Regions from separate parts of the Hordeum vulgare genome. Here region 1 is linked to region 2. The links are chromatin contacts, called in public Hi-C maps. All regions are on one chromosome and are shown on one strand. The core of a region is the stretch at or near the end of the contact, and the rest is flanking DNA. Distances in the headings are between cores, read along the strand shown. Region 1 holds the start of LOC123401309 (phosphatidylinositol 4-phosphate 5-kinase 9). Region 2 has its middle 19 kb from the start of LOC123406622.

Region 1 (4,516 bases), core at 1,238-3,737, 62 kb after region 2:
CGCCTATCAACAACACAATAGCCAACGTGTGGGGGGTCTATTGGGACAGACGAACAACCAGTCCGAATAGTTCCATTCCAAAACCCAATGAGATAACGGTGGCGGTGGTGATAACGATGATGATGATGATGGCGATCAATATAATCAGCATACGGTAATTTACATGCCATGAAGGATGAAGCATGTGTCTCCTCCTTTTCTTCTCCTCCCTTGCTCTGCATTACCAGATAAATAGCAAGCTTTGCTTCCTTAATCTTGCTCGTTTATTGACGATAAATATCCCTTGATTAAGTCTGGGTTCGCAGCGTGGCACGATTGGTTTTTCCACGGCTTGTAGCCAAACATTTCTTTCCTTCGACGTTGCGCAAAAAGCTCTACATGGCTCCGTGTTAAGACAAGGAGAATACAATCAAGATTGCCGTCCAAGAACATAAAACCAAATATATGCATACATGCATGCTTGAGATCCGGCAATCCGAACGGTGTCCATTATTCTTTTTGGATCATATGTTAATCACGCATGTATAAGTGTCAATAGTTAACTTGGTCCTAAACCTGATCTAACGGGTTAACGAAGCCAGTGTTGAGCAGTGATATGATGTCGACACATGCTTGCTCATGCGTCTATTCCAACCACTTGCGTGTGGGCCCTAGCTGTGGAAGGAAGGAGCTTGAAGGGGAGAGTTTGACCCATGATGAGTGGATGCAAGTTGACCTGCCGAATGCCAATAGGATATACATATACACTGTGCCTCGAACGGGATAAACAACAAATACCGAGATAATGGGGAAACAAAATGCATTTCCATATACAACAAATACGTACTACTCATAACCTTTAATTTTTTTTAACATACTCATAACTTTAAAGTTATACTGTGATAATCACATATGTATGGTATTTGGTCCCATCCGTGACAGTTTAGGTCTACTGTTTGGCAAAGAAATTCATGGTCGTCCTTGTAGAAGGCGCAACTTTTCTCCAAAAAATCCAACACGGCCACTGACTAATTGTTTCCGAATTAGAAACATGTATAACAATCACATGGAAAATTGTTGTCGCGAAGAACATACCAGCTAGAAACTATGCAGACGGCACTCTCACACCACCGTTCAGAGTGCGATGTAAGGTTGATGAATGATATTTGCCCACGAGTTCGAACCCAAGGATAAGAACTGTGTAGAGCCGAGATGCGATAAACATCACACACGGTCTGTGTAATTCTTCAAAGTCGAAGCCAGTTATCTGTTTTGATACATACCTTATCTTATTTGTTATTTTCTTCGTAAAAGGATCCCCTGTTTTATATTATAAAAGCAGGCAACACCGATCATATAGTAACTGCTGGGACGAACAATACATCAAATTTTAAAAAAAAGCCAACAACGACAGTTCGACAAAGCTTGGATGAGCCAGCACCGCTGCATCCTCTGTATTCGTCCCACCACACTCTAAGGCTTCGAATCACCACGTATCAAGCAAAACCCTTAAGAAGGAACGCGACGCCGACGACGCTGCTGTCCAGACATGTCCTAGGATTTTTCCCGTCACACGAAGGGAAATGCAGGATGGGTTAACACTGGCGTCCTTCAAGAAGGAACGGTGGCGCCCGCAGGTGTCACTGCGTCAGAGCCGAATGAACCGGCAAGGCGGCAAGGCGGCAAGGATGCTTCCACACCCCGTCATCTGGCCTCGTGATGGTGATCACGGTGAGGCGGCAAGGGTGGTGTCAGCCAGTGATGGCGCATGCTGGTGGGCGGCAAGCTGGGTGGTTGGCTTCGGGTCGGTTAGGTAGTGGTGTTTTTGATGACACCACCCTTGCCGCCTCACACCCTAGATGACGGGGTGTGGAAGCATCGGGAAACGAGGACGGCAACACCAAGGAGGTGCGGGAGGGAACTGCCTCCACCGCCGTCGCGTGGCAGGTCACCCGCTATGGTTGTTGTTTTATATACAAAACATTATGGAAAGCCTGTATCTAGAGTATATACTGGCCAAAATAAATAAATAAAGGATGGAAAGCCTGCCATGGCTGTTGCTTTATATGAAAAAAAAGAAGGATGGAATCCTGTTTCGAGATTATCTACTTGCAAAAAAAAAAAATGAAAACATACACTACTTACCGGTCATCCCTTGGATCCTAAATAAGTGGGCAGGGCGGTGCGTGGACGGTAAAAATAATGATAATAATAGCCCTGTGCTGCTGACTGCTGGCGGATCCTGGCAGGAGGAGCTCGGTGACAGATCCTGGATCGTCCACCAAAGCCAAAGCCAAAGCCAAAATCTCCCACCGTGCATCGCTGATATTCAATAACAAAGCCCATCATCCACTATTAGTTAAGTTAATCATCGAGGCGGGCAGGCGGTTTAGTTTAGTTTAGTTTAGTTTAGTGTACTTTATTATTATAATAATTATATAATCCAATCCGGGACGGACGGACGGGCGGCCTGAAAAGATCCAACACCGGCGGCAGGACCAGTACTTTACGGGAGGGAGGGAGGGAGCGACATTTCACACTCACGTCGTCATTCCGTTCCGCTGCTTCCTTCCAACTCCACTCGATCGATCACCCTCCATCCTCCTCCTCCTCCTCCTCACGCTCGCGCGTCGTCGTCGTCGTCTTCCGCCGCGCCAGCGCTCGGAATCCCCGCCGAGCGCGCGCGCGCGCGCGACCCGGTCCAGGCCGGCCGCCCCGCGCGCGGCCGCCGCTAATCCCCGTCCTGTAACCGCTGCCTGATCCCCGCCACGCCACGCTACGGTACGGCAACCACCCCCACTCCTCCATCTTCCCCGCTCGCGTACGCCTCGATCCGCTTTCCCCTCCTCCCGCCGGCTGGGTTCATCCAATCCCCTGCCGGCGCCGGTATCGTCCGGTCTCGTCTCGCGGGGGTTCGTCTCTATATTCAGTTCCCCCCCTCTCCGTTTGTTTTTCTGTTCCTTCGTTGGCGACCACGCCGAGGAACTGAAAGGTAGCCAGTCGCGCCGCCGGGACCTTTTCCGACACGGCCGACTTCCCTCCGTCGATTCGGTGCCCCGATATCATGACTCCCCGTTCTGGACTGGACTGGATTGGATTGGATTGGTCATTGGATTGGCGGCGGGCGTCTCATGATGAATCACTTGCCTCTGTTTTTTTATTTTTCTCACCACTACTAGTCATTTGTACTGCTTGTTTCTGTCCCCCCCCCCCCCCCCCCCCCCCCCACCCTGGAGTGGGATCAGTTCCGTGGATGACCACCGGGAGTAGTAGCCTTTTCCGGATATGAACCAACAAATATTGGTTGGTTGGTCCAGTGATGCAATATCTTTGGTGGGCCTATGGTCCTCCTCCTCCATCAGTTTGTTTCCCTCCATGGGGATTTGTTTCTGGACGAGCACTAATAACACACTTCAACGTTTTAATTCAGATATCATACTGCACGCATGATCCAATGGTGGATTGCTGAATGGGTGTGTTGTTGGCCCTATGCCACTGCCTCCATCACTTGGCCACCCCTGTTTCTAGTCTAGTCTAGCTGTTACTTATATTTGTTTCTGGATATAAGCACTTGGATGTTTTGGGACCTTTTTAATACAGATATAATATGATCCAATGATAGATAGATAGACAGATAGATTGCTGGGTGGGTGGTGGACCTGTGAGCCTCCATTCACTTCAGCTTGACTCTGCTTTCCTTCTAGCTAGCTAGTATTTCTTTTCGTCTTCTGCGCAGATTTATTTATCGGTGCTCTGAATTCGATTCATCCCCTCGCTACAGCATCAGTCCGGCTTCTTAGCTTGATCTTCAACCATGGCAATCGAGCCGGCTTCCGCGCGCAACAGGGGCTGATTGCCTCATTGCCACTCCGTGTGAAGATAGATAGATATAAGGGCCTCTCATCTATTGGCATATGGCCACTTTGGGTAGTATATATATTCAGGTGGAGGGACTCCTCCCCTCTGATTTCTCAAAAGAAAACAATCCTCTCCATGGGTTTGTGCTACAAGCTTTCTCGTCTTAGTTTGACAAATTAGATATGTTTCAGCTTGGATTTCAGAGGACAGTGTGTGCGCTGTTCAGAATTCACACATGTGTGCTTTGATGTTGTACAGCTTTTGCTGAGGGTTTCGGTGCCCGCTTTGCAGCCTTGATGTACCCTCAAGTTTCACCCTATGGCCATCTCTATTCTCATGAGAATAATTTCTGAAAATCTTGCAGTTCGCTTCACTAAACAGATGTTAAGTTACTCATGTATCTTGTCTAAATTATGTGCAGGTTGAGGTCTGAATCCAAATCTCCGTTTCTGTGGCGACTGCTGCTCTGGGGTATGCATGACACCCCCAGTGGCCCTTCGGAACGAGCTACAAGGGGTATCCAGTTCTGCTAGGGCTGATCTGTTCCGAGGCGCCAGTTGCAACATCGAGAGTGAGGTGCTGGCAACTTTGGCAAATGGCCAGGACCCACGTGCTTCAGGAGCAAACACCGGCTTCAGAGTCAGACATGTTAGGCTCCCCAGCGGGGACACCTACTCCG
Region 2 (4,977 bases), core at 1,120-3,619:
AGCATGCATGGTAATTAACAATAGTTAACATTTAGGGCCTATTTGATTTGCAGGATTCTAAAAACATGGGAATAGGAAAAACACATGATTGGAATGTCAAACTCATCTCAGTCCCGCCGGATCATGTTTCGTTTGATAAAACCTTAGGAAAAACAAAGGATTCTTTCTAAGAGGTTTAAGCGGTTGCTAGAAATCATACAAGAAGTAGTACAAAAAATCCTTTGAAAAAATTATACAGGATACAATCCTATGAATCAAACAACCAACATATGAAGGATTTTAATCCTTCAATTTTTTTATGAAAATCCTTTAAATCAAATCATTAGAGCCCTTAGTTTTATCCATGCCGAGAAACAAAAAAAAAACTATTATGGAACGTAGCGTATAGGAAACGAAACAACTTCACCTACCGACCTTTTGTTTTATAAAAGGCATGGACAAAAAATAAGAAGTGTGCTGCATGCAAGCAAAATACCCAAGAAAACGGATCAAGGTAAGATCGACCGAGACAAACCGGAGCATATAGAGAAAAGTATATTTTTTGTCCCTTCACTCTGGGCGAAGTCTAGATTTGGTCCCTTAATTCAGAGATCAGACAACTTGCACCCTTAACTACTGAAACCGGACAAGATGCGACCTTGGTCACTGTTTTGAGCGGTTTTGATGTTGTCTGACCCGGGTTTTGACCATGCTGAGTCAACTTCATGTAATGTTTTGAAACTCTGGTGCATTTTTCAAATGTGTGAACTTTATAAAACTCCGCATACTTTTTTCAAATCTGCGTACTTTTATTTCAAATTCATATACTTTTTTCAAATTAGCGTACTGTTAATGAATTATTAAAAATTACACGAACTTGAAATGAACTGAGCAGATTTGAAAAGAGTATTTCAATTGAAAAAAATCACGGATTTGAAAAGTTCACACGAATTTTAGTCAGCATCGGTCAAAATCGGGGTGAGCCAGCACCAAAACCGGTCAAAACCGAGACCAGCGACTAACCTTGTCCAGTTTTAGTAGTTTGGGGTGCAAGTTGTCCGATTTCGGAGTTGAGGGACAAAATCTTAACTCCGTCAAGAGTTGAGGAACGATAAATATACTTTTCTCGAGCATATATATATATATCTCTTCTATCAGAAAAAGCATCGTTCTTTTCTTTTGCGCTGGCCGATGAGGTAATTGGATCGATCAATCGATCGGCATGAGTTAAATTTCTATACATCAATATATGCAGGAAACAAAACGAGAAAACAGCTGGACACGAATTAAGAGCACCGGCAAAAGTGCTCCGCGATCGTACATGTAATGCAAAGCCAGCTCGGAGTGTACTTTTTCTTTGAGTTGTAAGTAGTCCATCCGTTTCAAAATATAAGTCTTTTAAAGGTTTTACTAATGAACTACATATGTATATAGACATACTTTAGAGTGTAGATTCATTCATTTTGCTTTGTATGTAGACCATTAGTGAAATTTCTTATGAAACTTATATTTAGGAACGGAGGGAGTACCATATATCTTGCTGGCAGGAAGTTTCTCAGTGTCATCGTGTGGAACTGCAAACCGCAGCCGGCTTGAGCTCCAGAGCTGTAGAGCATCTGTTCAGTGGATTCATCTGTGTGGTGCTTGTCATCTGTGGTTAATCTAGACTATGAAATTGGCCATCGTAGCGGCAGTGGTCATGATGTGGGTGTCTGCTCTCTTTACCCGGTGGAGGTGGTTGTTGACTGGCCTGCTTTGTTTGCTTCCGGGGAGCGGCGGTGCCGTCCGATGGACCGGATTCACAGTATTTAATGGTTTTTCACGAAGTTCTGGATTCTATCTCTGTCCGAATCTGAAAATGAAAATGATACCATGGCATGCTATATGTATCAGGTTCAGGGATAGGTAGGTAGAGGCCGGGCTTATCAAAGCAGTAAAATGCAAATATGGTTTGGCAGAGTAGTTTACCCGAGGTAAGCTAGTTTTCGTTAGTTAGTTGTTTCACTGATTGGTTGGTCGAGGGTGTGAAGTTGAAAAAATGGAGGTAGCGAGGGATCATCTATGCTACTACTCGCGAGGGGCGGACCCAAAGAATTCAGTGGGGGCCGAAGTGACTGGGGGCCCAAATATTTGATTAACTGGGGGCCCAACTAATAAAATATTAGGCTTTATAACAGTAAAAATAGAAATTGACTGGGGGCCCGGGCCCCCACTCGGCTTAACATAGGTCCGCCGCTGCTACTCGCGTTAATATTTCAGAAGATTAATTAAGATCCTCATTAGTCAAATTTCTTCTTTCTTGCTTTCGTTTTCTCGGATAGCATAAAACCATCACAATTGAAAACAAGACGTTGATGGTTGGCCCTCTGTCTGTGTTAATGGTCAACGCAAGTGTTCTTGACATTATATATGCATCGCGTCAGCTCATACAGTCAGGTTCAACGAGTTAGAAACATGATTAAAATTATGTACCCATGCCATTAATTAGTTAAAAAATAATGAAATTTAGCACAATATTCTTGATACTGATGACAAAGTCGAAATGTGGTTTTCTGGACCCTGATCCGAATTGTGACAATCTACACGGACCCCAGGTTGCATGGCCTGGCAATGCTCCTCCAACCTTTGCGTGCCATCTACATAGCCAGCTACCATGTTTTTTTTAAACATCAGCACTTTATTAAGCAACCAATAAAATTACAAAGAATCTCACGGATACAAACCGGAGAAGAACGAAAACAACAAAGATCACTAGAATACATACAAGACTTAGCTTCTTTTTTTTTGAAAAACATACAAGACTTAGCTAGACCCCATGATCTAAAACTTTAAAATGCCGACGAATATGCTTAAAATAGCACAAGAAAAGCCTGAGATTGCATGCTTGATATCTGCCACAACAGAACCCATCACAGAACGATCACGAATAGAAGAATTAACTCGCTGCACCAAAGAGAGGCAGTTCGAGACAAAAGATCACCGTGTTGCAGCCTTCATGTCGTGCAAGGTACACTGACACTAGTGGGGACAGGGCCTATAGCCCCGGCCTGTAAGGGGCTTTAGTCCCGGTTCACCAACCAGGACTAAAGGGGCGGGACTAAAGGCCTAACCTTTAGTCCCGGCCCTGTTCCAAGCCGGGACCAAAGGTGCTCTACGTGGGCGCCTCGGAGCGTCCTCAGGGGCAGGCCCTTTAGTCCCGAGTCTTAACACGGACTGTGACTAAAGAGTTTCTGCAGATTTTGTTTATTTTAGGGTTTTAGGGTTTTGGGGTTTAGGTGTTCGGGAGATTAACGTGATGCCTCGTTTGGTGTTCGGGAATTAGTTTTCATATAATTATAAATATACATGTTTATGCATATATATATATATATAAGATTAACTTATCTTACAAGCGAGCATATATATACAATTACATGGACCAACTTCAGTAATGGCCCCTAGCTACACTAAATCGTCATTTGTCATCTATAGCTTCCGTCCTCAGAAAGGTCGCAAGCTCCTCTGCAACAGCAATTGCGCGTTGCTCTGGTAGGGACTTCTCCCTCATGCTCGTGTACTATATAAGAAGAGGAGATGAATATGAATATCAATCATGATAACAAAGAATGACGGGTAAAAATAGAGGTGTGAATGTTCATTGCTTACGTCGTATCTGTGATCCTTGTGCTCAGAGGTAAACGTGCCAATGGTCTCGCAAACATAGTATCCGCATAGATGCGTCCCCCGTGGTTGCTGGTCACACTTTACGAGAATAGAATATATATAATCAAAATAATAATTTAGCATCATAAATGTATTGAAAATAGAAGTATATCATACTACTACTTACCTGAGCCGCTCTAAAGGTCAGCTTCTCAGGCTCGATACCGGGAGTCACGCACTTGAACCGCTTCCAAACCCTACCCGACAAGGAAAATGATTTGCTAAGTTTTTCATTAATTGATATATCAGAAAATCATCGAAAGAGACCGATAGAGCGCAAGAATGATTGAAATTACCCTTGGAGCATGTCCTGCAGGCTTTGGAACTGTTCCAAGGGTCTCGATAATGGGTCGGAGGCATCAACTCTTCCCTTATCAATTTGAATGTCCAACAGAATCCAATGGAAGTTGCACATGTATATATATATATATGTGTGTGTGTGTGTGTGTGTGTGTCAGTAACTTATCAATTACACTTATAAGTGAATGGACACAACAGAGTAAAGACCCTCACCTGAAGTTGTATGGAAACAGTATGTGGTCACAGAAATTTTGATCTGTTAGAAACCTTAGAAGGTTTTCCTCCGTCTCCTTGGGTTTATCAGTTAGCGTCGCTATATGTATTTTATCTGGGTCAATAAACCCAATATTTAGGATGTTCCTATTTTTACATTCCAGAATCTCCATTCTGCATAATAGAGTACAAGTTATATGTAGACAATGAATTGAAATAACTAAACAAGTTATATGTAGACAACGAATTGAAAAACTTACAGACAATAGCAACTCATAAGCGATTTGTCGAGGGCGTCGGCGTTGTACATCTGGAAGAGTTCATCAAAGTCGATATGGATTTCTTCGGGGCGGCCGTAGTACTCCCGTGGGACACTCACCACGATCATCGTTCTCTCATTCTTTGATTCACTTAAGTATCATGTATGCAAGTAACGCATATTTGTTGGGAGATCATCTTTGCTGACCAAAGGCGCTCCCCTGACAAACTGTGGCTTAGGGGCTACCACAGCCTTGGGTAACCTATCGTCTTGGGAAGCCAGAACGTCTTCAACCGGGATACCGCATTTATCCGCCCACTTCTTTGCTAATTCCAAATCTTGCCCCTGCACCAGAGGGGGGACATTCTCGGGTAACACCCTGAGGGGTGGGATCGACTGTTGGGCCTGTTGTCCAAGCTGAGGAACGTCTGATCTTTTTTTGCTTGTAGTTGAACTTGATTTGCTCCCACTTGCACTTGCACGTGATCTGCTCTTTTTCCCTTCCTTCTGCAATGTGCGTGTAT

What was found. A called contact is a pair of places that touch in the nucleus more often than the background predicts.
Region 1: a contact with region 2 is called in a Hi-C map of leaf, with 3 times the contacts expected there. The contact joins the promoter of LOC123401309 here to the enhancer-like site in region 2. A contact is called at or near these places in 3 of 6 Hi-C or Micro-C datasets (all in leaf).

Annotation. Positions count from the first base shown.
Region 1 is chr6H:557,504,089-557,508,604 of MorexV3_pseudomolecules_assembly, forward strand. LOC123401309 (phosphatidylinositol 4-phosphate 5-kinase 9) reads left to right here and starts at 2,488. Exons shown (of 10, transcript XR_006611069.1): 1 at 2,488-2,760; 2 at 4,259-4,516.
Region 2 is chr6H:557,442,227-557,447,203 of MorexV3_pseudomolecules_assembly, forward strand. No RefSeq gene overlaps it. Among protein-coding and RNA genes, the nearest start is that of LOC123406622, 19 kb to the right of the region's middle. Within about 2 kb of position 2,370, at least 2 of the 3 cell types and tissues checked have open chromatin away from gene starts, as enhancers often do. A contact at or near this core is called in leaf, where this site is marked.